7 separate regions of the Mus musculus genome follow, and all the other regions are linked to region 1. A link is a contact called in public Hi-C, HiCAR-type and HiChIP or PLAC-seq data. All regions are on one chromosome and are shown on one strand. The core of a region is the stretch at or near the end of the contact, and the rest is flanking DNA. Distances in the headings are between cores, read along the strand shown.

Region 1 (3,723 bases), core at 530-3,029:
CACCTAATAGTGCCACTCCTTATGGGTCAAGCAAGGTCAAACCACCAAATTTACATTCTTTAAAAAAAAAAAAAAGCCCAATGCCTGGCAAAAACAGAAGTGGATGCTCACAGTCAGCTATTGGATGGAACACAGGGCCCCTAATGAAGGAGCTAGAGAAAGTACCCAAGGAGCGAAAGGGGTCTGCAACCCTATAGGTGGAACAACGATATGAACTAACCAGTACCCCCACCCCCCAGCTTGTGTCTCTAGTTGAATATGTAGCAGAGGATGGCCTACTTGGCCATCAATAGGAGGAGAGGCCCCTTGATATTGCAAAGATCATATGCCCCAGTACAGAGGAATGCCAGGGCCAGGAAGCTGTGGTGGGTGGGTTGGGGAGCAGGAAGGGGGAAGGATATAGGGGGCTTTGGAGATAGCATTTGAAATGTAAGTGAAGAAAATATCTAATTAAAAAAAAAAGCATTTATGCTTAGTAGTGGTGGCAAATGCTTGTAATTCCAGCATTTGGGAAGCAGAGTGAGTTCCCAGACATCCAGGGCAATACAGAAAAACCTTTAAAAAAAAAAAAAAAGCATTTATTTATGGGGGAGGGGAACTCGAGCCTCAGCATGCTTATGGAGGTCAGAGAAAAGCGTGAGACTCAGTTCTCTCCTTCTACCATGGGACCCAGGGATCAAACTCGTGTCTTCATACTTGGCAAGCACCTTTACTCACTTGAGCCATCTCACCACCCCCTCAACATTACTTTCTTTTTTTTTTCTTTTTTTGGAGACAGGGTCTTTTTGTGTAGTTCCCGCTGTCCTGGAGCTTGCTATGTAGACCAGGCTGGCCTTGAACTCAAAGATCTCCCTAGTGCTGAGATTAAAGTTGTGTACCACTGAGATTAAAATTATGTACCACACCTAGCCCTACATTACATTCTTGAGCTGGTGTTTGTTTGTTTGTTTACTTTTTCGGGAAAGGGTTTCTCCGTGTAGCCCTGGTGGTCCCGGAACTCACTCTGTAAACCATGCTGAGCCTCGAACTCACAGAAACCCACCCGTCTCTGCTTCCTGAGTGCTGGGATAAAAGGCATGCACCACCACGCTGGGCATGTTGGGTTTTTCAACAATCTTATATATACTGGCCCTGAGCAGTATACAACGTGGACTCCTATTATTAAATTTGACTAATTCTACACAAATACACACGACCCCCACATTCCCAGGCTGCAGAGAAGGTATGCCTTATACTCAGCATTATACAAAAATTTGACAAGGAAGTTCGGATGCCCTGGGGGTTGAGCTCAGTTTATCGAAAGCCAAACAGCCTAGCTACACGTCCACAAGCTCCTTTTCTTTCTGGTGCTGGAAGCATCTGGCGGGCGTTGAGAGCACGAGCCTGGCGGATTTCATTGGGGACCTGACCCGCGCAAACTGGGAGAGCTTGACCGGGGCGGGGGTTAGGGGGGTGGAGAGGAATCTGCCCGGCAACTCATGATGTCATCCCCATCTGAGCTCCGATAGGTCCTACCCACTTACATGTTAGAGTCTGTTGTAGCCCAGCTTGGAGTCTAAAGTGACCTCTCGCGGACATCCAAAGATGTACACTAGAGAGGAAGATAAAATCACCACTCTCAGGTCCCACAAATTCCTGCAGACTCCTCCCAGTTCCTAGAAGGTCCGCCTTCATCGTTTCTTGAAGACTCCTCCCACTTCCTAGAAGATCCGCCTTCATCGTGCACCTCGGCTGTTGATTTATTTTCCCTCCCTGGACTCGGCCATCTGCTCGCCATGCCTGGCATTTCCCAGAAGCCCCAGCGCCGGGAAGGAGTTTGCAGCTGCTCGGTCATCGTGCGGCCCGACGCGAGCCCGCGCTGGTGTGCAGGCCCGGCTCTGTGCCTGGTCTCTGGTGTGAGGGTTTACGCGAGGCCCCTGCTTCGGTCCCCGGACTAGGCCTCGACCCCGGGCGCCATGAAGCAGGAGGGCTCGGCGCGGCGCCGAGGCGCCGACAAGGCAAAGCCGCCGCCGGGAGGGGAACAAGAACCGCCGCCACCGGCCCCCCAGGATGTGGAGATGAAAGAGGAGGCAGCAGCTGGGAGCGGCTCCACGGGGGAGGGAGACGGCAAGGCAGCTGCGACCGAGCACTCCCAGAGAGAGCTGGACACTGTCACCTTAGAAGGTACGGGAGCCCACGTCGGGGTCGTGCCGCGATCACCGGTGACAGCGGCCAGGGTGATGCGACTTCTTGCTGGGACCTCTGCGTAGCCTCCACCTACCTTGGTTCCTTCGGTCAATGGAGCTGGGGTCAGAAGTGCCCGCCCAACCACCCTGACTCCCTCGACCCCAGCCGATGACCGAACCTGTTCTCCAGTCTGCGGACTGCTCTCCTCCTCTGGGGTTGCATCTTAGTCTCACCGAGCCTTTTCTTCAGTCCTTCCCAGTGATCTACTCCATCCGACCGATTCTAGCGCCTGTTATTGCTATGTAGAAAGTAGCATTTGTATTTGTGTCTAGAGAAACCAGGGTAACAGATTACACTAGCCTCTTAGTTTAAGAGTTTATAAAAATGGGTTCTGTAGCTCTAGGCTCCTTTAGCAAACTCCCTCGGAGAGCCATTTCTACCTTCTGCCTTCCTTCTGTAGTTGAAGCATCTAAACTAAAAGTCCCGGTGCACTTTTCCACTCTCTTAAGGACCTTACCCCTCCTTTCCTAAAGAGTTCAAGCACACGCACGCTTTTACTTCTGAATCAGACCCCCTCCCCCCCCACCCCTGCCTTCTTTCTCTTTTAGTTTATAATGCCTACCTGTGGCCCCGACTCCTATAAGCCAACACCAGAGACCCGTTCTCAGGCTCCTATTGTCCCCTTGTCCCGCTTAAGTTGCTCTTTTACTTTTTCCACTTAGTATATCTTGTCCATGTGCGCGCGATGAGACTTTTCCGGGTGATCTGTAGTTTTTTCTCTCTGTGTGTGTGTGTGTGTGTGTGTGTGTGTGTGTGTGTCTCAACTGCACGAGAAACTACTTTAAAACATGGTGATAGGCCAAGTCATGCCCTGAGTTGTACTTTTGAGTGTAAGTATGTATAGACTGCATCAACTCCCATTCTAAACTTGGTAACAAGATCTGTATACAGTAAAGGTCTTCTTTCCTGAAATAAAAGTTTCCAGTGGCAGAAATGTCACTCAGCATCGTGAAATATTTCATGGTTTGTATTCACTGTAGAAATTCTGGAACATGTGAGCATTTTAAAGCAACAGGGAGAAACTTTTAACCAGAGTTGACATATTTCCTCGTGTATTTTCAAACTGCTCCATAATTGAAATCACTTAAGTATTCAATTTGGATCAGGGCATTCGTATGTAAAGATATTGTCATTTTCTTTTTGTTGTCTTCATTTAATACATCCATGAACATAGGGTTCAACTTATGCAAGAAGCATTTGTTGACTACTTAGTATAGTGATGGAGATTATATAAAGTCCAGAATCCGTTTCCCTGTTTGTGTGGGTGAATTAATAGCATTAGCTGTTTTGTTTGGGTTATTGTGAACATGGGAGCTCATGAGCTGTGCTAGCACATGATAGAAATACATGGTGGGCCCTCCATACATAGTCGCTGTAACTGTAGCAGTTACTGTCACACGCGAAGCACCCGTTGTTAAGTGGGCAGTGAGACTCAGAGCATTCTCTTAACTGCTGCACATCTAAGTTCTTCTTTTTTCTCATTTCTTGCTCTTTTAA
Region 2 (3,723 bases), core at 380-2,879, 480 kb before region 1:
TGTGGCAACGACCAGCTTAGAATCTTATCCACCCTAAAATGTAGTATAAAAGAAATACTTCCAGAGCCTGGCGGTAGTGGTACACAGAAACCGTCTCGAAAAGCCAAAAAAAAAAAAAAGAAATAAAAAGAAAAATACTTCCAGGAGACGTTACAACTGGCACTTCCTGAAGGTAGTGCACATAGGCTTAGACACGTTTTTTTCCCCGAGTCTCATTGTCTTCTCTGTTTGTAGAAACTGGACGTTTGTTATGGTAAAACATCCCAGCAGTCGAGAAACGGCTGAGGCTGAATAGCCACAACTGGGAGTCCAGCCTGGGTTACTAAGAACGTGCTGTAAGACATCCTGACATTTCCCCCAACTTTGGCACTCTAACCTTTCTACTGACTAGCCCCCCTGAATCCGGGAGTCCTTGCCTGTAAATTCGCAATGAGGACAGTGTCCCATGGGTGTGAGGGCAGAGAAAATGAATGCAAAACGCCTAAACTCAGCAAATTCCGCAGTACCAAGCGTTGTTTGCACATTCAGACTTAAAGCAGGGCGGTGGTGGTGCGTGCTCCATGCCCTTAATCGCAGCACTCCGGAGGCAGAGGCAGGCGGATTTCTGAGTTCGAGGCCAGCCTGGTCTACAGAGTGAGTTCCAGGACAGCCAAGGCTACTCAGAGAAACCCTGTCTCAGAAACCCAAGCCCTACCAGAATCCCCAATATTCAAACTTGCGCTGTAATGTCCCCAATGTTCACTTGTCCCTTGTTTTTTTTTTTTTTTTTAAACCCTATTAAATCAAAAGACTTCTTACAAGCTGTGCTAAGACCCATCCCCACCGGAACCTGGGGATATTTAATCAAAGAATTACCATTTAGGTTTAAATTTTAAAGGTAATCTCCGCAACTTCCGCTCCTATAAAGCCCCCCAAAAGGGGGAGTTGGAAAAGTATCGCGAGAATCTAACGGGCTGCGTTTGCGGCTTGGGTCCCGTTCTCGCGTTTTCTGGTGAAGGAATGTGTCGAGGTGAAAAGGGAAGCGCCAAGTATCGCGGGAGTCCAGCGGAGTCTCGCGATACTTGCGGCATTCGCCCCTCCCCCTCCCCCTCTAGTGCCGTTTCGGTTTAATCTAGTGTGTGAGTGAGTCTGGGCGAGGGAGTGAGATGTGGCTGTGAGGTGTCGGTGTGAGGCGGAGGCTAGCGAAGGGGGCTCCCTCAGGCACGAGGGACAAAGGGGGGGAGCTGAGGCAACCTAGGCCGCGGAGGCCTGGCGACAGGAAGCCAGCCGCCCCGAGCCGGGCGACCGGGTAGGGGAAGGGCCTGCGTAGTCCTCCCGGGGCTCCAGAGCCGCCGTCGGCCCCACAGGCTCCGGCGGACGCCTTCCTACTTCCTTGAGCGCCAGGGCTCGCGGGCCCGAATATCGGCTCGGCGGGGGTGGGCGGCCGTGAGGGGCGGACTCGAGCAGCTCCCGGCGTCGCGCTCCTCCCGTGCCGAGGAACTCTTGGTTTCTTCCCTCTCTCCTTCACCCCCCACCTCATGTAGGAGGGCGCTGAGGCGGCGAGAGGGAGGAGGAGCCTCGCCTGCGGTCCCTGCCCTCCCCACCCCCGTCTAGGGGCTCTTCGGGGGGCGTGGAGTCGGGGCTGGGGGGGAGGGTGGGGCTTTTTGGAGCGCCGGGGAACTTTTTCCCCTGCTTCAGGCCCGGGGAAAGGGAATGCCCAATTCCGAGAGACATGGGGGCAAGAAGGACGGGAGCGGAGGAGCTTCTGGAACTTCGCAGCCGTCATCGGGAGGTGGCAGCTCCAACAGCAGGGAGCGTCACCGCTTGGTGTCGAAGCACAAGCGGCATAAGTCCAAGCACTCCAAAGACGTGGGGCTGGTGACCCCCGAAGCGGCATCTTTGGGTACCATAATCAAACCACTGGTGGAGTACGATGACATCAGCTCTGATTCAGACACCTTCTCCGATGACACGGCCTTCAAATCAGACCGGAGGGAGAACGAGGAACGTCGGGGAACGGATCGGAGCGATCGCCTGCACCGACATCGTCACCACCAGCACCGGCGGTCCCGAGACTTGCTAAAAACTAAACAGACGGAAAAGGAAAAAAATCAGGAAGTCTCCAAATCTGGATCTATGAAGGACCGGGTATCGGGCAGTTCCAAACGGTCCGTGGAGGGGAGTGATGATTATGGGAAGGCCCAGCTATCCAAAAGCGGCAGCAAGGAATCCAGGTCGTCCAAAATGCACAAGGAGAAGACCCGCAAAGAGCGAGAGTTAAAGTCTGGATACAAGGACCGGAGTAAAAGTCATCGGAAAAGGGAAACACCCAAAAGTTACAAAACCGTGGCTAGCCCTAAACGGAGATCCAGGAGTCCCCATAGGAAATGGTCTGACAGTTCCAAGCAAGATGACAGCCCTTCCGGAGCTTCTTATGGCCAAGACTACGATCTTAGCCCCCCAAGGTCTCACACTTCTAGCAACTATGACTCCTACAAGAAGAGTCCTGGAAGTACCTCAAGAAGGCAGTCAATCAGCCCACCTTACAAAGAGCCTTCTGCTTACCAGTCCAGCACTCGGTCACCCAGTCCTTACAGCCGACGACAGAGGTCTGTGAGTCCCTATAGCCGGAGACGGTCCTCCAGCTATGAAAGGAGCGGCTCTTACAGCGGGAGATCACCCAGCCCCTATGGCCGAAGGCGATCAAGCAGCCCTTTCCTGAGCAAGAGGTCTCTGAGTCGGAGTCCACTCCCCAGGTGAGCTGTTGTCTGTCCTTCCTAAGGTAGGGTCGGTTGGGAGGAATTGAAAATGAGTCTTTAACATTTTGTTAAAGCTTTCAGTGTTCTTCTTTGACAAGTCATTTAGGTAAGTTTGGCTTTCCCCTCGCCCAATTGAGAAGTAAACATTCCAAGTGCCTCCAACTATTCAAGCAAGGTAGGTAAGGTACTTTGCAGTAATGGAGAACTTTCAGCTGTGAGAACTTGCTTCTACCTAGCGGGTGCATAGTCTTCAGAACTCGTTTAGCTGTTTGTTGCTTTGTCTTAAAATTTTGTAAGTCGTGTTGATACCAGTGCTTAAACTTTATTGGAACTCACAAGAGAATTTTAAGAAGTTACAAATTTTCGTTTCTACTGTTTGCATAAGTTATCGTAATCAATTTTGTCTACCATGTTCCCAAGTCTATAGTTATCACTGTTTTACTTCTGAAAAGTCCTGTCTTTTAACTGTTAAGTGAAAATTAAGATAACGAGAGTACTTTTTGATAGAGTTTAGCAAAAAGTGATTGAGATTTGTTTACAGTACCAATGTTGACCACTTACTTAGTGTTGAAACACTGGTAGTTTTCAAAATTTTCTTTGAAATATGTGCTAATAATGCCTTCGGCTTGCTATTTTTGTAAGAAAGATTGTTAATTTGAAATTATCTATGAAATTATCTATCCTGTCTCATGTATAGACCCATCTCTGTCCACAACAACAGAACAGGAGCTGTATATTATCTGAGTAGAATCTTAATACTTTTTTTTGTGAACTACGGCAAATTATTTAATTTTTCCATACCAGAGTTTCTTCATTTGGAAGATAGGAATAAAAACTACCTACTTCAAGGCTCTTGTGAAGATTAGTAAATAATGAAGCATGATAAATAATGTGCCATATACATAGTATGACTCAGTACATTTTATAAGTGAATGCCACTGACAGAGAAAATAACTCATGCATATGTTTTATAAATCAGTATATA
Region 3 (3,723 bases), core at 347-2,846, 380 kb before region 1:
AGACTGGGAACAGAAACCAGGAATCCACAGACAGAATCAGAAGCGTTTAAGTAAAAGCAAGAGGCTTTGATCCAAATGGAGAGTTCCTTCCTTCCTTCCTGCTGGACTCACCTTCCTTTTCCCTGGGACACCCCCCTCCCATCCCTCCTCAGCATGGTGGCAGGTTCTGAGGGAGCTCCTCAGGCAGGAGAGAACCCTGAGGGAGCAGGGAAAGGAGCCCCTGGGCCCCAGCCTCCTTCAGGTACCACTTAGCCCTCCTGGCCTGTTTGACCTTGGGGCTCCTGACCTTGATCTGCCCTTGGCAGTGGCAGAGAAAGATGGAGGAGCTAAGTGAAGGAGCTGAGAGTGCGGATCAGACAGCCTGGAATAAGGAAGAGCAGGAAGCAGAAGAAGCAGGGGGCGGGGCCAGTGATCTGGCCCTCTGTCACCTTTCCTGAATACCTACTATGCACCAGGTGATGGGCTCTACCCCAGTTTAAACTGGATTGTGCCATCCAGGCCCGCCCCAGCCCTGGGCCGAGGTGTTACAGTCTCCACTCTGCCCTGACAGAGAAGGAAACCGAGACTCTGAGCCTTATGTAATCTGCCCAAGGTCACACAGCTTGTCAGAAGTACAGCCAGGAGCCTAGCCCAGGCCTGGCGGCCTCCAGTGGCTTCTCCTTGCTGCCAGAAAGTCCTCCTCCTGGAAAAGAAGGTCTGGGGTTGGGGTTTTCAGTTCGAGCTCCTGGGGATCCTCGGGCAAATCCATTGTCATCTGCCCTCTCCTCCTCACCCATCTGCCAGGCCAGTCGCGGGTGAGCCCCCTGCCACGGCCCCTGCCCCAGCCCCAGGTGCAAGCTTATCTTTGCCTGGCTCCCCACCTCTCCCCCGTGCACCCAAGGTGGTTCTGAGGTCACCACCCACCCACCCCCGCGCGTGCCTTTAGCGCCTTTAATTCTGCATCGCCATGTCGACTCAAAGTGCATGGGAAAAGCCGGGCCAGAGTGGAGGTCACTTGAAGGTTGAAAGTGGTGGCTCTTTGGGGGCAAAAGATTGGGGTGCTGATTACCTCCCCTGATTTAAAAGAACCCTCCCCAGCCTCCACCCCTCACCCGAGAGACAGCCAGAGCTTTGCTAAGTTAATGAAATACAAAAGAAGGAATCAGAGGTGGGGGAGGCTCCCGAGCCCTGGAAAGCGAGGGAGAGAAAAAGTTGGGTCTCTTCCAAAGAGTTAATGTTCCACAGTATGATCGATTAGGTGTCAGATGTAATTTCAAACCAATACAAGATGAATGGCATAATTTTCCCTCTCTCATTTTAGACAGAATTAAGAATCCATTAGCTAACACAAATTTTTGGCAAGTTTAATAGGAGCTCAAATCTACATTCGGAGGAAACGCTCCCCAAAGCCTGTTTCAAGCTTTTACTTCTTCGGCCCCCTGCCTCCAATGCCCTCAACTCTCAGCAGCCGGCTGCTGTGTCCCCCACCGGCAGCCCCCACTCCTTTCCTGGCCCCCAAATGCCCCTCCCTAACCCAGCCCAAGATTAACTGGCCTGACCCCTCTCACAAAGGCCGGGCCAGCCCACCATTGTCTTGCAGTGGATGGTTGGAGGAAGGGTTGGAGGGGCTGGCAGAGGGCCCAGGGAAAGGAAGGTTTTCTGAATTGGCCCCAGGCTCCAGAAGCACCCTGGGGAGAGAGGTAAATTGGGACCCTGGTCAGTTCCTCAGTTGTAACCCCAGGAAAGTTTTTATCCTAAATAGAACATTATCCCACTCACTCCCCCAGTCTTGCTGTTCCCAACAGTCAATATGTTACTCCATGGAGTGACTATCGACCCATTTCTCACATGAAGAAACTGAGCCCAGAGAGTTGATTGTAGTCAGCTGCGCACAGGATGGACCCTGGCTCTGCTACTCATTGCTTACTAGAACCTAAAGACGCTTGCCCTGGGGCCTCAGTTTCCCTCTGTGGAAAATGGGGAGGGCATCGGAATGGAATGGGATGGCTCCCAGCAGGGCTCAAGGTGCTGCCTAGTGCTTTGAGGCTCTCTTGGCAAAGAGCATCCCTGGCTGTCCAGGCTAGAGCCAAGAGAGTCAGCTCAGTGCTGGCCCAGGGAAGCTCACAGCCTAGTAGGCAGAGTAATTATGGCCCTTACCTTTTACTAGTGGTTTCCTGTGTCAAATCTGGAAACAGATTTTTTTTCAAGACAGGGTTTCTCTGGGTAACCTTGGCTGTCCTCGAACTCACTCTATAGACCAGGCTGGCCTTAAACTCACAGAGATCCATTTGCCTCTCCCTTCCAAGTGTTAGGATTAAAAGGCATGTGCTGCCGTGCCCAGTGGGAACAAACTCTTTACACATATTATTCCTCAACATACCCATTCTCCAGATTCAGAAACTGAGACCCAGATGAAGGTCACCCAATTAGGAAGTGGCAGAGCTGGATTCCACTTCAGAATGCCTGGCTCTAAGGCCTGTTGCTGTTGCTAGCAGTTGGCAGAGGGCAAGGAGGCTTGGATTAGGTCTTTCCCCTACCTTAATTTTGTTTGTTTGAAATAGGGTTTCATGTAGCTTAGGCTGACCTCAAACTTGCTATGCATCTGATGACTTTGAGGCCCTGGCCATCTGGCCTTAGCCTTCCAGGTGCTGGGATCGCCAGCATGGGCAACACACCCTTCAAGTAACCTTGAGACAGGATGTCACTCCATAACCTAGGCTAGCCTCAAACTTACAGCAATCCCCCTGCCTCATTTTCCAAGTACCACAACCCCCTCTTGAATTAGGTCTGAACTGATGAGTGAGAGCTTCCAGGTGGGTAAGGTGCAAAAGGACATTCTAGGCAGTAAGAATTCCACATACAAAGGCACACACAGAAACCCTGGCTAGAGGGCCTGTAAGGACCAGACTTGCTGTAGACAGCAGAAAACTTTGGGCAGATGAGCTGGCCCGTACTCATTATGCCCACAGCTTTGCTGTAACAGTGGGTAGATCTTCCTACTGTTTGACTCCCACAGACAGCTCCGCTCCACAGGCCCTGCTTAGGAATTTTGACTTTGTCCTGGGGTCTAAGAATCATCCCTGTCCCCCAAGTGCCAACAGCTCAGCTTAACTGCCTTGCTGTACACATTGCAGTAACCACAGGACACAGATCCTGTTGTCCCATTGCTCAGATGAGTCACCTGAGGCTCAGTGAAGTTAAGCGACTCGGCTCAAGTTTCAAAGCCAGGCTGCAGAGCCCAAGGCCTGAGCTCTTAGGCAGCCTACTTCTTGCACCCTGGGAAGGGATGGTGAACCCTGGAGGACTTTCCACCAGAGTTTCAAGGGAAGAAAACTCTGTTGGGGGAGGGGACACTCTCTTGCAATCTCAGTACTTTAGAGATCGAGATAGAACGATCAGAAATTGAAGGCCAACCTCGGTTACATAGCAAGTTAGAGGGCAACCTGGGTTACCCAAGACCGTGTCTCAGGGGGAAAAAAATGTGATAGGTGTATAAGGGGTTAGGTTCAAGCAAGTGAGACAGAGGCAGGGAAGTGGCCGCTCTGGTCCAGACCAGTGCCTGTAGGCACGTCCCCACTTAACAGATGGGAATGCTGGAGGTCCAGAGATGTCAGTCAACCAACCCCTCTGGATTGCTTGGCTTTTTTTTTTTTTTTTTTTTTTTTTAGATATGTTTTCTCTATGTAGCCCTGGCTGTCCTGGAACTCACTCTGTAGACCAGGCTGGCCTCGATATCCGCCTGCC
Region 4 (3,723 bases), core at 644-3,143, 360 kb after region 1:
AGTGAATGTACCTTATGTGGAGAGTCATGCTTGAGCCCTGACTTCCCGGGAATGGGGTGGGGGTGGGGAGACACCAGAGGAAGGTTTGGGGGCAGAGGAGGTGTTGGGGTTGCAGGATGGGGGCCTCTGTCTCATCTAGAGACCTTTACAGAACACCCACTTTCATCAGCACGCGCGTCTATTCATCTTGGGTTTGCTGTCTGGCCGGCAAGTTGAGTGCTGGGCCTCAGAACTGTCCTTATTGGTCCTTCTTGTTCCCACAGGAGCTCCAAGAAGTGGCATAGGCTTCCTTTTAGCTAGACACCAACTTCAACTTGGTGCATTAAGTATAAGGCTGACTGGGTTTAAGGACGAGGATGGGGGCAGGGACTGGCTTCCGAATCAAAAACAAAACAAAACAGAAGCAAAAACAAAAAACCCGCTGTCTTCCCCCAGGAGCTTCAAGAACCCGTTCTGTTCACTTTTCTCTATGGCAGATGAGACAGGAGAGACCCAACTTTATCCTTGCGATGGGACTGAGGGAAGGAATCCTATCACTTCAACCCTCCTGCAGTCTTAGAGGTTGCCAGTAGGTGCCGTCAGTTCGCAACTTTTTGATCAGTCTTCCAGGTCCGGGTCTTGGTGCCTTTCTCCCTCCAACCGCGCCAACAGTCTGCGGTGCAGAAAGTGGGAGGTGGCCTAATTCCTCCGAGGCTGAAAGACCCCGACTCTGGGACAAAGAACCGGAAGAGGTCTAGGAAATCTTTAGGTTGGTTGCTCCTTGGATGTTTAGCCCAACCCTTCCGGACCCCATCCACCCGCAAAATCCTTCGGTCCTCCGACTGTGCCTGGACAGACACAAGAAGCGAACTCCTTGGTTGGGGAGGATGAGGAGGCGTAGGGAGAAATGAAAAAGAAGGTGGTAGGAGGTGGGTCTCTCCTCCAAACGCGACTCTAGATCAATTCCCGTTTCCAACAGAATTGCTGCGAGGGGAAGGGATATATTTATCAATAATCCCTTTATCACCCAGGGGCAAAGTGGCGTCGGGAAAATTAAAAGGCCGCTTCTCTTTCTGGAAATCTTTGACTGCCATCTACTGGGAAACTGTTGCAGTAACTATGCAAACACACAATGAGTACATGAAGTGGAGCCCCCTGGAGTTGTTCGACTCACATCTTGTACAAAGCCAATGGCAGTCTCCTTCCAGAATCTAAGCAGGGCGGTAGAGGGAACAACATCTAGGAAGGAGGAAGAGGCTTGGCACTTTGTTCTGGAGTTCTGGAAGCAGAGTGCAGCAAGGCCCAAATGGAACCAGGGGCGGGGGTCAAGCGACAGGGGTTCAGGGGCAAGTGAGAAGACTGCCTATTAGCACCTTGAGGCCAGAACTCTCCTGGACCCTTTACAGAGTGCTTAGTCGCCTTGTCCCACTTTAGCGCGGTCTCTAGAGGTTGACTGGACATACCCGGGGGGTGGGTGGGGGTGACCGGAGGACTCTGGCCAGGGATGGGAACTGAACAAGAGAATCTTGAATCCGCTATGAGGTCAGGTTTTCTGTGGCAGCAGGAGGATCTCCTAGGTGTCTGGGAAGGACTCCTTCGAGGTCGAGGGAGGGGGGCAAAGCAACATCCCCTTCGTTTCCCCTCGCCCTGCTTCCTCTTCAGGGTCCAGCTCAGAGGCTCTCCGCGCGCAGGCCACCGCTTCCAAACTGCGTCGCTTTCTTCGGCGGGGCAAAGGACTTTCAGATGTTGTAGCGGTGGCGGCGACTCAGGCCAGCGCCCCCTCCCCCCTAACGGCCTCTTCTCCCGCTCCATTGCTCCAGTTCCCCCTCGCCCTCCCCTGCTCTCCCACCTCGGGGACGGCGCTGGGGGTGTGGCCAGGGGGCCGGTATAAAGTCCCGGGAGCCGGTCCCGGGCAGCCGCTCAGCCCCCTGCCCCCCGCCGCCTGCTGGGCCGGCCGAGGATGCAGCGCAGCGCCTCGGTGGCCAGGCTCGCTCTGCTCCAGCGTGCTTGCTAACTTCCCCGGCTCCGTCTCTGCCTGCCGGGGTCGCCCCGTGTCCCTGCGCCCTCCGGGTCTGGTTCTCTAAGCTCTCTGGGCGCTGCCTCCGGGTCCCTTGCAGCCCGCTCGCGAGCCCGCGCTCCCCTCCTGCGCCCCACCCTCGTCCTCGCCATGCTGCCCTTCGGCCTCGTGGCCGCCCTGCTGCTGGCCGCAGGGCCTCGGCCGAGCCTGGGCGACGAAGCCATCCACTGCCCCCCTTGCTCCGAGGAGAAGCTGGCGCGCTGCCGCCCCCCCGTGGGTTGCGAGGAGTTGGTGCGGGAGCCAGGCTGCGGTTGTTGCGCCACTTGCGCCCTGGGCTTGGGGATGCCCTGCGGGGTGTACACCCCACGCTGTGGCTCAGGCATGCGCTGCTACCCTCCCCGGGGGGTGGAGAAGCCCCTGCGTACATTGATGCACGGGCAAGGCGTGTGCACGGAGCTGTCGGAAATCGAAGCCATCCAGGAAAGCCTGCAGACCTCTGGTAAGGTACACCTACCTTCCCTCGGCCACATTTCCCAAACACCCTCCTCCCTGCAACTTAGTTCCCATTCTGGCTGGCCTGGAAGGCCCGTCAATGCCCCCTGTGAGTTGAGGAGAAGGGAGGTACGTGGCAGAGCTTAGAAACAGCCAAGAATGCTGGCATTTAATCCCAGCACCAGTTGCCACTGGTCGAGGGAAACCTACCCCACCTCTTCATCTCAAACCTCCTAAGTACTTCTTTGGGAAGAGGGGCCTTGGCCTCAGTGGTAAGCCTGGCTCCTGAGGTAAGTTAAATGACCTGATTCAGTTACATTTGTCATCTAGAGTTAGATGACTGCGATGATAAGGTGTGCGTGCGTGTGTGTGTGTGTGTGTGTGTGTGTGTGTGTGTACATGCACATGTGCATACGTGTGTGCATGTGTCTGTGGGGGGTGATAAGGATGGTGTGTGTGTACATGCGCATGTGCATACGTGTGTGCAAGTGTCTGTGGGGGTGATAAGGATGGTGTGCTTGTGCACGTTTGTGTGATAAGGATGGTATGTGTATTCGAGCGGGAGGCAGTGTGTGTGTGTGTGTGTGTGTGTGTGTGTGTGTGTGTGTTGGGACGGTTCCTTTCTGTTCCTGATCCAGAGCCTGATCCACACACCCAGTCTCAGGTGAGAGGTGTGAGGAGCCAGGGGCTGGGCCTTTCACTCATCACCCTGGGGTGAAGTGGGACATACAATTCAGAAGAACCTCTGGGGTAAAGAACATGCGACTTGGACTTCCCCCAAAGGCTCAGAAAGCAAAGGAAGAGAAGGCAGGGCTCTTTCTGCCAGGTTGGCACATCCAGGTTTCTTGCTCCTTCCTTCTGGCAGGTGCCATCTGAGGGGGTTGGAGGGAAATGCTGGTTGCTGGTCCCGAGTTGCAGACCCCTTGGGTATATGGGACTGAGAAGAGAGGAGGGCTAGACAGACAGATCTTGCATTTATTCCTTCTCCTTTGTCCACTTGTCGGTGGACCTTTCTCCGTTTCTTCTTGGAACCTTTCTCTTGTCCGTCTGCTATTTCCTGCCGTATCTCTCAACTTCCAGTTTCACCAAACAGCCCCGACTTCTCTTTTTCTCGGTCTCCTTGAGCCTGACTAGTTTCCTTCTCTTGCTCTGACTTCGTTTGGTTTTCTGCAGTCCTTCCACTTCCATCTCAGACGCTCTCGCTCTTTTGATGTCCTGACAGTGACTCCTTCTGC
Region 5 (3,723 bases), core at 679-3,178, 340 kb after region 1:
AGCTATGTCTACAGAAGGTTTGCTATGAATGATACCTAGGACTTAACCAGTAGATCTTTATATCAAAATATTTACTTACCTAGAATCTCATCAAAGATTTTATACAAACCAGGAACAAAAGTGACTTCCCTGTAGTTAATGCCAACATCTTCATCGTAAACCCACATTTGCTAGAAAAGGCAAAGAAAGTTATTTTTATCTCTCTATCTATCTATTTATTGTTTTGTCATTAACACTCTTAGCCTTTTCTTTTTTGAGACAGTGTCTCACTATGTAGCACTGACTGGCCAGAAACTGGCTACACAGACCAGGCTGGCCTCAGAGATCCACCTGCCTCTGACTCCTGAGTGTTGGGATCAAAGGCGTGCACCAACACAACCAGGAGTGGTCTTCTAGAATGTTGAAACACACACACACACACACACACATACACACACACACACACACACACACGCCTGCAGTATATACATGAATGATGGATCAGTTCCAATGACAGTAAATAAGTAAAAAAAAAAAAAAAAATCCTGACAAAGTATGCCATGACAATAAAGCAAGCGCACTTTGCTAGTTTGGTTTTACCTGGGTCACTAACTCCACAGAGCCAATGTAGGTATCTGGGCGGAGCAGTATATGTTCCAGTTGTGTTTTTTTCTGATAGATTCTTTCAATAGACAATCTTTTCTTGCCATCTTCATTCTTCTTTTTGTTCATTAGCATATTTTCATTTACAGGCTAGCCATTAGGGGAATTAAAAATAAACTTAATTTTAGCCACAAGTTTATCAGAAGTGGTCAACAAAATATCTGCAACAATGATAAAGTCCATACACTCTATCACCATCTATCCCCTGCTTGTAGGTACTGGTAGAGTTTACATAGTTTTGAACGAACAAGTCAATTAAAATCCTTGTGATTAGGTTCTGTGGTTTGAGTATTCGTGATGCTGGGGATGGAACCCAAGGTCCCCCCACCCCCCCTTGCATGCACATGCTAGGCAAATGCTCTGACCACTGAGCAAAATTCCCAGACCATTTTTTTCACCCCCTGTTGCTGTTTTTGAGAGTCCCATTAAATAGCTTAAGGCATCCTCTTGCCTCAGTCTCTGGAGCAGCTGCCATTTCAGGCCTGCCCCACTAGGTCTGGCTACAGATGCCCGTTTAAATAGGTATTTTAGTTCTGCAAGTATGGACATTTCTGCCTTGAGTAATATTTTTTATGTCATCGATAAACTACACTCAACTTCTTCCATCTAATGGGAAAATATTTAGTGAGTGCCGACATAGGCTCGTGCCGATTACAGATGGTATCCACCCGTAGCAGTTGGGATGCTAGCAATGCAAACCCTTGGCTACATTCACATCCCGAAACTGGACTTTTTTTGAGCCACTCGGTCGGCCAGCTCCTCAATGGGAACTGCCATGCTCTGCACCTTCCGTGATGAGTTATTCAAATCACCCAGGGAAGGGAAGAGGGCCACTGAATTCGAGTATAAGCCGGCTGGAAGTCACACAGAAGCCATTAGACTACAGACCGATCGCAGGACTAGTTGAACCTGCTCCCACAAACAATAAAAACACAACACTCAAGAACCCAGATTAGATTATAGATATCATTTCGGAAAGAGCTTCACCCAGTCCACGACCCCTCAAGGCCCAGAAGATGGGGCTGACCGGATCCAGCCGGTCGCCGGCCAGCGCTCGGCCCTGGAACCTCAACTCTCGCCGTCAGCCATGAACGCAGAGGCCACGTAAAGGCTCTACTACCCGGCCCCATCCGCGAGCTGTACCTGCAGCGGTGACAACTCCATGGTGACGGTCCTGAAGAGGCTCGAGAATCCGGAAAGCGACAAAACCAGCGGGAAACGCTAGGCGACCCGCGACGCGCGACGCGGGACCTGGACGCTCCCCTCACAGACGCTTGTCGGTTAGGAGAGCTTCCCTAGTTTCATTTGAACCTTTATCTAGCCCGCCCAAATCAGAGGAACCAATCACCGACTCGCTCTCATTGGCTCTGTTTGCAGTAACCAATCGTAGATCGTCTTTTATTCGAACAAAAGACCGCCTTTTCGAATAAACCAATTAGGTAAAAGAAGGCGGGAGAATCTTCAAAATGGACCAATAGCAATTGTTGGTGGTACTGACAGAAAATCTGACCAATGAGGAAGGTCCATGTGCTCTGAGAGACACTCTGAAGAGAGGGAAGGCATTTTGGAAGTGCAAAGTGGTTGACTAAGCCGTCCTTCTGAATATAACTAGAAAACGGATGCTCATTCTTTATTTCAGATCTGTTGAGATTACAGAGTCTTAATCCTGCGATGAGTTTTCCTTTTTTTTTCCTGACCGAGGAAACAACGCCATCCCTCCCTCAAGGCTGGCCAAGGCAGCGGTTCTCAGCCTGTGGGTCGTGACTCTTGGGGGTCGCATATCAGATAGTTTACCTTACAACTCATAACAGCAGCAAAAAAATTACAGTTATGAAGTAGCAATGGAATAATTATGGTAGCAGGGCATCACAACATGAGACGCTATGTTGAAGGGTCGCAACCTTAGGAAGTTGAGAAGCGCTGAGTTAATGCTGGCAAAGTTCTGGCAAGTTCTTCTGCTTGCGGTCTTAGGCTGCCACACACGAAGAGTATAGAGATGCCAGCAAAATCGCGAGCAGCACTAACACTCCCTGTGGATCACCCCTGATACAAAGATTCATTCATGCTTCTTCAGTGGAGCTGAGAGGCCCTCATGAGACGGGAACTTCTCCCTCAGTCAGCTGCTGAGGGAATCTACAAGAGCTCTTTATATTTGCCCTCTATGCATAATGCAGTCTAGAGCACCGTTCAATTTGACATAAGAGGTGGGGGCTTGGTGGGTTCTCGATGGAGGAAGCTTCAATTTCCTGTGCTAAAAGTAAAAATGGTAGATATAAACTGGTTATGTGTGACGACACCACCCCTTTAATCCCAGCACTTGGGAGGCAGAAGCAGGTGGATCTTGGAGTTTATGGCCAGCCTGGTCTACAGAGCAGGTTCCAGAGCAGCCAGGGCTACACAGAGAAACCCTTTCTCTAACCCCACCACCACCCTCAAAAAAATCGCTATTATCAGCAAGGAATTTCTTAAATTTAAACATTTTTCCTTTCCAAAAGGCGCCCAAGATCAACCATTATTAAATAACTTCACGTGTCCAACAACAACCCTGCTGGCAAAGTGAAAGAGAAGGCCAATGAAGAAATGTGGCCTGGCTGGTGGGAAAACCAAAGGAGTAGAGTTTTAACCTTGTTCTGATCCTGTCTTCAGTGTTTTTAGCCTTGTCCTGTGTGTTAATAAAGGAGGGTGACTTCAATGCTTAGGGCCACTAGGGACTCAGCAATTAAGACCTTTTTTTTGGTGTTTTTTTTTTTGGGGGGGGGGAGGGGGCAGGTTGTTTCGAGACAGGGTTCCTCTGTGTAGTCCTGGCAGTCCTGGAACTCACTTTGTAGACCAGGCTGGCCTCGAACTCAGAAATCTGCCTGCCTCTGCCTCCTAAGTGCTGGATTAAAGGCGTGTGCCACCACTGCCCGGCCTAGGACTCCACTGCCCGGCCTAGGACTTCTGTCCAGTCAGAAGACTGACTAGGTTATGGGTGCCAGAACCAGTGTGTCACTCTCTGCGGCTTTCCTTGATGTTCAGAAGCCAGGCGTGCTACTGAAGGGAAGGCAGAGAGAGAGAGGTGGGGGGGGGGGGAGCAAGAGA
Region 6 (3,723 bases), core at 410-2,909, 320 kb before region 1:
GTCCAGGCCAGTGTTCTGCCCGTTATGCAGCAATGGATGTCTCAGAAGCTCAACCTCAAGCCATCAGAGAGCACCAGAGGGGCACTCAGCCTATGTATGTATGCCCTCTCTTTCAGTGGGGCAGAAGCCTACTTGTGGCCGGGGTCTGGAGGGGCCCTGGGAGCGCCCACCTCCTCTGGATGAGCCCCAGAGAGATGGAAACTCTGAGGACCAAGTGGAAGGCAGAGCAACACTAAGTGGTGAGCTTTGGAGTGTGGGCTGGGGAGGTGGGTGGGAACCTCATGGGCCAAGCCTGGCCTTGAGTCCTCTTTATTTGTCTTTCAGAGCCTGGAGAGGAACCTCAGCATCCCAGCCCCCCCTGAGCCTGGCACATAAGCTCAGAGCCCTGTATCTCCCAGGAGGAAGTGTTCCCCAGAAACCCACTCTGTCCCCACCCTCCTTTGTACCCTGTCTTTCACCTGCTAGGGCTGCGGCTTCTGACTTTTAGAAGACTAAGGCTGGTCTCTGTTTGCTTTGGCTGAAGCCCAGAGTCCCCAATGCCTTTCCCTGCCAGTCATTCTTCTATTTACCCGGTGGGAGTAGGGAGGTGAGAGAGCCCACACTGGAAACCCCAGAAGGCCATAAACAACCATTTATTCTCCACAAGTCCCCTCCCTCTCCAGATTCTCTCCCCTGGGCACAGGAGACCCACAGGGCAGGTCCTAAGATCTGGGGAAAGGAGGTACTGAGAGCCTACAGGTGCCCTGAGATCTCCTCCTTCCCCTACCAGTGGTGGGCGTTGAGTCCCCAACCCTCTCATAGACTTCAACCAGGGCTCAGGTCTCACGCATTCTTTGCAGAGCCTCAACATGTCCCTCCCTTAGTATCCCATTCCTGCTGGGTGCCTGCAAGATGGACTGGCAGAGGCTGCTTGCTGCGTTTTGTTTGTGCTTTGGTGCCAGGAATGCACTTACTATCTGTCCTTAGGGGGCCACACAGTGGGGGGAGCCTGGTTCTCCTTGTCCTCCAGCAACTTGGTTCCCTTCCCCTTCTTCCCTTACTCTAGGCCTGAACCCCTCCTACGCTGTAATAAATCTTTGTAAATAATTGTCCTGAGACTCCTCTTTCAGGGGAGGGAGGAGAGACCGGGAAGTAATGGTATGTTCTGACAGGAAAAATGGTGGTTATCTTAGGGTCAGGATCTTGCCTCTCGTGTCCAGCCCTTCCCAGGAAGGAGCCTTTCCTGCAGGCTATACGCATGGCAGACATACTAGCTCCTGAGGGAGATGGCTAAAAGCCAGGGGAGAACAAAGGTCCTTTAAATATGTGTGATGGATGTGGTGCTGCGCGTCAGTAATCTCAGAACTTGGAAGGCTGAGTTCGTGGCCAACCTGAGAACGTCTCAAAAACGAAAAATGGATTTCTCCAAGGGACTTGTGCTCACAAATCGGCCCTCACACAGTTCCCCTTCACTCCACAGTGTCAGGCCTGTATGATCTAATAACCAAGACACCCTGGGGTTTTATCCCTTGCTCCTGCACGGTCTTACACAGTTTAACTTCGGTTGTGGCTCCGCTTCCGGACCTCGTCTCCGAGAGAGGGGCGGACCGGGGCGGAGCTTCAGGGTCACACGAATCCCGATTGGCTTTGGGGGCGGGCTCGGGGGGGCGGGTTGGCTTTGGGGGCGGGCTCGGGGGGGACGGGCTCAGCGGCGGAAGTAGCGCCGCCGGGAGCTCTCCTTCCGCTCTGAGGAGTTGCCAGGCCGTGGAGCGGGACTGCGGCTGAGGCAGGAAGAGTGGGGGCCGTGGTGACATGAAGCAGGTGGGTTGTGCGGCGGTCGCAGGCACCGGGCGGTGGTACAAGAGCTGTCTCTACCCGACGGATCCCGCTTTCCTGCCCGGTGTCCGTCTTTGGTTCGGTCCGACCCAGCCCACACCCCTCGCGCTCCGGGTTCCGCCCCCTTCCTCTCCACTCGCTGCTGCGCGCGCAGGGCTGGGGAGGGGGTGTCTTGGTCTTTACCCGAGAGGGTCCGGAGGACGTCTGCGGCCGCTTTCCTAAGCCTTCTTTATAGTAAGAGGAGAGGCAAGGAGTCGGTATCTAAGTATTATGGGGGACAGAATTGGGTGTGGGAAGGGGCCAGACTCAGGGAAAAACATACTAATCGGCTGCCTCTCTGCCACCCGCTGTTTCCCACAACTTCCGTTGGAAACATCCACGCATAGCTTCCCAACGATATCAGAAAGAAGGCTCTTTAAACTCTTCTCAGAAGTGCTTGCTACTGTTGGCTTTCATTCCTGACATACTTCCACCCTTTGACTCCCCAATATTTCCTGATTTTTCCTCTTACCTCTCTGACAAGAGGGCAGAAGAATCTCTTTACGTTCACGCTGGCCCAACCCGCCTCACTGTGCATTGATCCTGGATGGCCTCATCCACTGTTGTCGCATCAAGTTCACGTTCACTGAATATTCAGATGGACGATAGCAGCACATCCCCTTCCTGGGCTCCAAATTAGCTGCCTGTCAATTATGCCTATGGGATACCTTCACTTTGGGATGATCTCACAGGTTTCAAACGTGAGCTGATCTTTTCTCTGTAAATTTATCCTTCCACTCTTGTCTTATCCAGGAGAAAAACTCCGGAATTGCCTTAACATCTTTTAACCCTGTTTGCTCAGAGGTGCCAGTATAGCTAACTCCCTGAACCTTCTCTGTCACTACCCTTGTTGACGTGTCTCTGGACATTTCCAGCAGCTTGTGGTCCTAATTGCTTGCAGGCAAGTCTTCAGAATCTAGCTCTTGCAGACTTTTATATCACGAGTCTGGTTATGTCACTTGCTTGCTTCCCATTGCCTGTGGGGAAACGACTGTGTGCTTGTTTACTGTAAGATGTGCCTGGCTCACATAGGGTTCTTCGTGTATATAGCAGCACCTCTTTCCTCTCTGATCTGCTGGGCCTCCTCCTGATGTATCCTTCAGGAGTCCTGCTCAGAGAGCACCATCTCCACACTGCCCACCTCCATCTCAAAGGCTGGCCGCCCTGCCCATCTGTGTCCTCTGAACACTCTTAGTGTCATAGCTGACATATAGACCCATGCACCAGCCTGCTTGAGTTTTGATATTGTTTTGAGACCTTGATGAAGTCAGTATCTTCCTTTCCTCTTTTGGAAGATGGAGATAGTAATGTGCCTACCTTGTATAGATGTGAGAATGAATGAAGTACTGTGTAGTGTATGCATCAAGGGACCAGGCCTATGAGTGCCTAATGAACACACGTTAGTTAGCATGTCCTGTGTAAGAGCACTCTGGCTTGCTGGTTATGAGTTAATTTCATCGGCTGCGTGAGAATGCTTGGTGTGGCTCGCTTCTCATTCTGTCCCTGGGTCCTAAGGTGAAATCCTGGACTCACCGGGAACAGGATCTGGACCTACTGAGTGGAATGCTATTCAGGAGTGGAAAAGATCCAGCCTTTGTGGTTTTGTTTCCAGCACTGCCGGGAAAACAAACAAACAAACCAAACCAAACCAAAAACCATCTTGGCACACTGGTGGCACACACTTTTAATCTCAGCACCTGGGAGGCAGAGGTAGGTGGGTCTAACCTGGTCTACAGAGTTCTAGGATGGCCAGAGCTACACAGAGAAACCCTGTCTTGGGAAACAAACAAACAAACAAACAAACAAGGCAATGGGAGTGATTGGGTGGGGTTGGGGTTAGCCCAGTAGTAGTAGAACATTAGTTCTTGA
Region 7 (3,723 bases), core at 484-2,983, 300 kb after region 1:
AGATTACAGGGAACAATGGCAGGTGGGACCAGAGATGAAGTAAGCCGAAAGCACAGCACTGTTTCAAGTCGAGCCCCACCCCAGTCCCAGTCAGCCTCCAAGGTGGAGCTTAGCTACCCTGCCTAGCCACTGGGCTACCCTGCCTGGCCACTGGGCCCAGAACACATCTGACTGAACAGGACTGTTTGCTGTCAGTTCCTGTTGGGGACAGAGTTGCCTCATAGGTGGCTGGGTTAGTGACTGACAGTGGTGGCGGATGCACACACAGAATGTACGTGTGTATAGGTGTGTATACAGAGCTAACACAGGACGCATGCGTACATGCATCCACACAGAGCCTTCAAGGACATACATGTACATTTCTGTGCACGCAGGCATGAACCCAGGTCTCTATCGCCTGTCACTTGGGAGATGTATACGTGTGGACACACGCATGTGCGGACCCTCACAAGCATACACATGCAAATACACACAGCTCATAGAGGTTTACTATGCTTGAGCAGCCAACCCATCTGAGTGTGTCCAGAGAGAGTGTGTGCAGAGCGCTCACGGAAAACCACTCTTCTCTGAATTAGCAGGGAACCTGGGAATGTTGCCATCACTGTTGATTTTTGTCCCCGGTGCAACAATCAGGTCACCCACGGCCGGTTTGCCGCCTCTCAGGGGAGCCCTTGGCGTCCTCCCTTTCCGCAGGGATCACAGCACCGAGGAGCCTCCCTGATTTAACACGGCTGCCGTAACCAGCACTAGGAAGTGCGACACCTCCCCCACCCGAACCCTGGCGGTCCCCTCTGCTCATCTTCTGCTCAGGCAGGGTCCTACGCAGTCTTTCAGAAGCAAAGCCTTCTGCCTCCAAGGACCCGGGTGCTGATATCCAGCCTCCGATCTCGCCGCTAGATGGCCAGGTCCTGGCGCACGGTAGCCAGCGACGCTTTGCTGTGGCCGCTGCCGCCTTCGCCCTCGCTGTCGCCTGCCGGTGAGCGGTGCGCGTAGGCTGGCGGGCCGAAAGGGTCGGGGTCCCCGCGCTGCGATGGCAAAGAGGGCGACGGCGGCGGCGGCGGGAGCAGCTTGGCGCGCTGGCGACCCTTCCAGAGCAGGTGACCCAGCTCCGCCACGCTGAGCAGCGCCGACAGCAGCCCGACGGCGAAGTAGAAGACCACGAAGACGGTCTTCTCGGTGGGCCGGCTCACGAAACAGTCGACCGTGTGCGGACAAGGTGGCCCGGCGCACGCGTAGTGCGGGTCCACGCGGAAGCCGTAGAGCAGCGCCTGGCCGCCCAGGAAAGCCAGCTCGGCGAGCAGGCGCAGAGCCACGCTCAGCAGGTAGCAGCGGCGCGCGCGGCGAGCGCGCAGGGCGCACGGGGAGCACGGCGCCTCGGCACGCCCGCGCGCGCACGGCGGGGCCAGCTGCGCACCACCCGCCTCCTTGCTGGCCTGGTGCATGGAGTAGATGACGAACAGCACCGGCGGCGCCGACAGCAGCAGGATGTGGAAGAGCCAGAAGCGGTAGTGGGACACCGGGAAGGCGCGATCGTAGCAGGTCTGGCGACAGCCGGGCTGCAACGTGTTACACACGAACTCCTCCTGCTCGTCCTCGAACACCGCACCTCCCACCGTGGCCAGCACCAGGATGCGGAAGATCAGCATGATCACCAGCCAGAGACGACCCACGAGCGGCGACTGTAGCTGCACCGCGTCCAGCAGGGAGCCTAGGAACGCCCACTCCCCCATGACGCTGGGGACGAGGAAAGGGGGTAGTCACAGGCTGGGGCGGGCTGAATACCCCCTGTCCCCCGCCACCCCCCACCCCCACCCCCACCCCCGTCCCTCAACAATCTCGGAGGGCGCCAGGGAAAGAATATTTTCTGGGGTTTAATGAGTTAATGTCAGAGTGTGAGGATAGTCCATCCTCAGCTATGGGATTCCTTCATATGGGCATAGAGGGGTGCTGAGGAGGGATTTCCCCGCACACCTGGCCTGGGCCTGCTTGGCTAGGGAGACCCTAAGGTTCCCCAGATTCTAGGTTCTTCTTCAGGGCCAACCTTGCTGGCCTGGCTTTTTGTGCCAGGAGCAAGAGCGGCTACTGGAGTCTAGAATTCTACGTTCCTTCTGTTTGAGACCCCTGGGAGCAAGGGGAGGGCCAGGCCGGGTGAGCCCCCACTGTCTCCTTTCTCTCTCACCTCGCAGCAGGGAACGCCTTTTGGGGTTGGAAGCTGACACAGAAGCCTGTTTTTCCAACTTAGGATCTCTCGCCCGCCCTCAATCTTCCCTTCCTCACCAACCTCAGCCAAGGAGACCGGGCACAGCCCCCTCGACTCCTCTCTGATAGCAATTATCAAGCATCTCTTGTAAGCCTCCCCAGACACACAGAATACACCACGTCCCGTCCCTGTAGACCCTTAGTGGCCTCTAGATGTCCCCAACCCCACTTACCCCGGGACCTGGGCCTTAGAGCTGAGCGGAGGACCTTGAGAGACAGCTGGGACCTGTCCCTCTGGGTCCCTCTTTCATTTTCCTTTTTGGCTTTGGCCGGGATGGATGATAGGACAAGTATGGCTGAGAGGGGCTAGCTCTCCCCCTTCTCTTAAAGGGACAGGGTGACCTGTGGTCCGGCTCCACCCTGGAAATAGATCCAGGGCCACACCCCTTGTTGGGTCCTTCCTGCCTTCTCTTTCCATCCCTTACCCCCCATGCCCATCCCATAGCCATGTCTCCATCTGGCGATGGACGGAGGCTAACTAGAGCTACATTTTTTTTTTTAATTGAGGGAGCCAGAGAGATCAATCATGGGAACCCTATCTCCTGGCAGACTCCTCAAACTGAAGACTAGGTCCACCACAACCAACTGACCCCATTTTTGAAGGGTCTTGTGGGCCAGAGGGAGATAACTTCGGCTTTTAGGGGACAACAAATATGGCTTTGGGGGGGGGGGGCTTTTGGTTCTGCCACTATTGGACCTTGGATGAGCCATGTAGGTCACTTGGGCTAAGATCTCTTGGTCTGTCACCTGAGCCAGCTAAACTCTAAGATTCTTACTTTGTTCCGAGACAGAGTCTCGCTGTGTAGTTCAAGCTGGCCAGGACCTTACCGTATAGGCCAGGCTGCCCTTGAAGTAAATGATCCTCCTGCCTCAGCCTCCCAAGTGCAGGACATTAAGTATGCATCACCACACCCGTCATAGTCGCCCATCTTAATGACCAGGTCTCAGCTGTGTTACAGAAACCCCAAACCCAGTGCTTGGAAATACTCCGTGAGGGCATCAGGAAGATGTGGAGATAGCTGGCTACCGTGGTTAAGCCAAAGCTCTGGTCTTTCCTACTCAGCAATGTCTAGGTTTACCGTGAGGTGTGTGGCACCTCATAAGGTCAACAGCAGTGAGAAAAGCTTCTGCCAAGGATTTTCTAATATGGAGCTTTGTCTACCAGTCTAGGTGCGGGGAGATGCGGGACCATGATAGACAATCCACGGGGACCCGAGTGGGCCAGGAAGAGGGACTCCCGATTTAAGATGGTGTTTTTCTCCCTTCTGTCTACCTCAGTCACCCACTCATTCAGTCTTCAGCTACCCCGGCACTATTTACAGCCTTACAGCCGGGGAAACCGAGGCTTAGAGAGTCACACATGCGCAGTCAGTGAAAGGCGGACCATGAACTCACTCTTGGCCTCAATGGTTCTGGAGCGCATGCTCCCTCACAGCTTGCGAGGGAAAACTGCCACCTCTCTAT

The links. Hi-C and Micro-C count contacts between places; a contact is called where the count stands out from the background. HiCAR-type assays count read pairs that join an accessible place to other places. HiChIP or PLAC-seq counts read pairs in DNA pulled down with a chosen protein or histone mark.
Region 2: a HiCAR-type map of embryonic stem cells shows a contact between it and region 1, with 3 times the contacts expected there. The contact joins the promoter of Cdk12 here to the promoter of Psmd3 in region 1. A contact is called at or near these places in 1 of 39 promoter capture datasets (neural stem cells), 2 of 484 Hi-C or Micro-C datasets (CD4 T cells and embryonic stem cells), 9 of 115 datasets of contacts at active chromatin or transcription factors (astrocytes, bone marrow-derived macrophages, double positive thymocytes and 5 more) and 1 of 9 other capture datasets (liver).
Region 3: a Hi-C map of embryonic stem cells shows a contact between it and region 1, with 2.4 times the contacts expected there. The contact joins the enhancer-like site here to the promoter of Psmd3 in region 1. A contact is called at or near these places in 1 of 15 datasets of contacts at CTCF or cohesin (large pre-B cells), 1 of 484 Hi-C or Micro-C datasets (embryonic stem cells), 7 of 115 datasets of contacts at active chromatin or transcription factors (the SCID.adh cell line, T-cell acute lymphoblastic leukemia, differentiating embryonic stem cells and 4 more) and 2 of 9 other capture datasets (liver and pancreatic islet).
Region 4: an HNF4G HiChIP or PLAC-seq map of pancreatic cancer cells shows a contact between it and region 1. The contact joins the promoter of Igfbp4 here to the promoter of Psmd3 in region 1. A contact is called at or near these places in 1 of 115 datasets of contacts at active chromatin or transcription factors (pancreatic cancer cells) and 1 of 9 other capture datasets (liver).
Region 5: an H3K4me3 HiChIP or PLAC-seq map of pro-B cells shows a contact between it and region 1, with 3 times the contacts expected there. The contact joins the promoter of Top2a here to the promoter of Psmd3 in region 1. A contact is called at or near these places in 1 of 39 promoter capture datasets (the 3T3-L1 cell line), 1 of 115 datasets of contacts at active chromatin or transcription factors (pro-B cells) and 3 of 9 other capture datasets (adipose tissue, embryonic stem cells and liver).
Region 6: a contact with region 1 is called in an HNF4G HiChIP or PLAC-seq map of pancreatic cancer cells. The contact joins the promoter of Stard3 here to the promoter of Psmd3 in region 1. A contact is called at or near these places in 6 of 39 promoter capture datasets (the C10 cell line, cranial neural crest, erythroid cells and 3 more), 15 of 484 Hi-C or Micro-C datasets (B cells, the N1E-115 cell line, Th1 cells and 7 more), 15 of 115 datasets of contacts at active chromatin or transcription factors (the SCID.adh cell line, astrocytes, cardiomyocytes and 10 more) and 2 of 9 other capture datasets (adipose tissue and liver).
Region 7: a contact with region 1 is called in a Hi-C map of CD8 T cells, with 1.9 times the contacts expected there. The contact joins the promoter of Gjd3 here to the promoter of Psmd3 in region 1. A contact is called at or near these places in 5 of 39 promoter capture datasets (the 3T3-L1 cell line, the C10 cell line, embryonic stem cells and 1 more), 17 of 484 Hi-C or Micro-C datasets (the C10 cell line, CD8 T cells, the G1E-ER4 cell line and 8 more), 9 of 115 datasets of contacts at active chromatin or transcription factors (embryonic forebrain, embryonic stem cells, large pre-B cells and 2 more) and 1 of 9 other capture datasets (adipose tissue).

Annotation. Positions count from the first base shown.
Region 1 is chr11:98,680,775-98,684,497 of GRCm38.p6, forward strand. Psmd3 (proteasome (prosome, macropain) 26S subunit, non-ATPase, 3) reads left to right here and starts at 1,780. Exons shown (of 12, transcript NM_009439.1): 1 at 1,780-2,163. The coding sequence starts at 1,956.
Region 2 is chr11:98,201,676-98,205,398 of GRCm38.p6, forward strand. It overlaps Cdk12 (cyclin-dependent kinase 12), which reads left to right and starts at 1,630. Exons shown (of 14, transcript NM_001109626.1): 1 at 1,630-2,735. The coding sequence starts at 1,693. It overlaps Gm38963 (a long non-coding RNA gene), which reads right to left and starts at 955. Exons shown (of 4, transcript XR_880193.2): 1 at 856-955.
Region 3 is chr11:98,297,450-98,301,172 of GRCm38.p6, forward strand. Gm31317 (a long non-coding RNA gene) reads right to left here. Exons shown (of 3, transcript XR_389006.2): 3 at 1,419-1,667. Among named protein-coding and RNA genes, the nearest start is that of Gm31194, 4.7 kb to the left of the region's middle. Within about 2 kb of position 1,597, at least 18 of the 459 cell types and tissues checked have an H3K27ac peak or open chromatin away from gene starts, as enhancers often do. A contact at or near this core is called in differentiating embryonic stem cells, embryonic stem cells and liver, where this site is marked.
Region 4 is chr11:99,039,351-99,043,073 of GRCm38.p6, forward strand. It overlaps Igfbp4 (insulin-like growth factor binding protein 4), which reads left to right and starts at 1,894. Exons shown (of 4, transcript NM_010517.4): 1 at 1,894-2,495. The coding sequence starts at 2,147.
Region 5 is chr11:99,022,261-99,025,983 of GRCm38.p6, forward strand. Top2a (topoisomerase (DNA) II alpha) reads right to left here and starts at 1,929. Exons shown (of 36, transcript NM_011623.2): 1 at 1,786-1,929; 2 at 580-732; 3 at 80-170. The coding sequence starts at 1,806.
Region 6 is chr11:98,356,709-98,360,431 of GRCm38.p6, forward strand. Stard3 (START domain containing 3) reads left to right here and starts at 1,660. Exons shown (of 15, transcript NM_021547.3): 1 at 1,660-1,800. It overlaps Ppp1r1b (protein phosphatase 1, regulatory inhibitor subunit 1B), which reads left to right. Exons shown (of 7, transcript NM_144828.2): 6 at 117-239; 7 at 325-1,088. The coding sequence ends at 362. It overlaps 1700003D09Rik (RIKEN cDNA 1700003D09 gene), which reads right to left and starts at 1,575. Exons shown (of 3, transcript NR_045477.1): 1 at 1,529-1,575.
Region 7 is chr11:98,981,287-98,985,009 of GRCm38.p6, forward strand. Gjd3 (gap junction protein, delta 3) reads right to left here and starts at 1,734. Exons shown (of 1, transcript NM_178596.3): 1 at 1-1,734. The coding sequence starts at 1,730. The coding sequence ends at 894.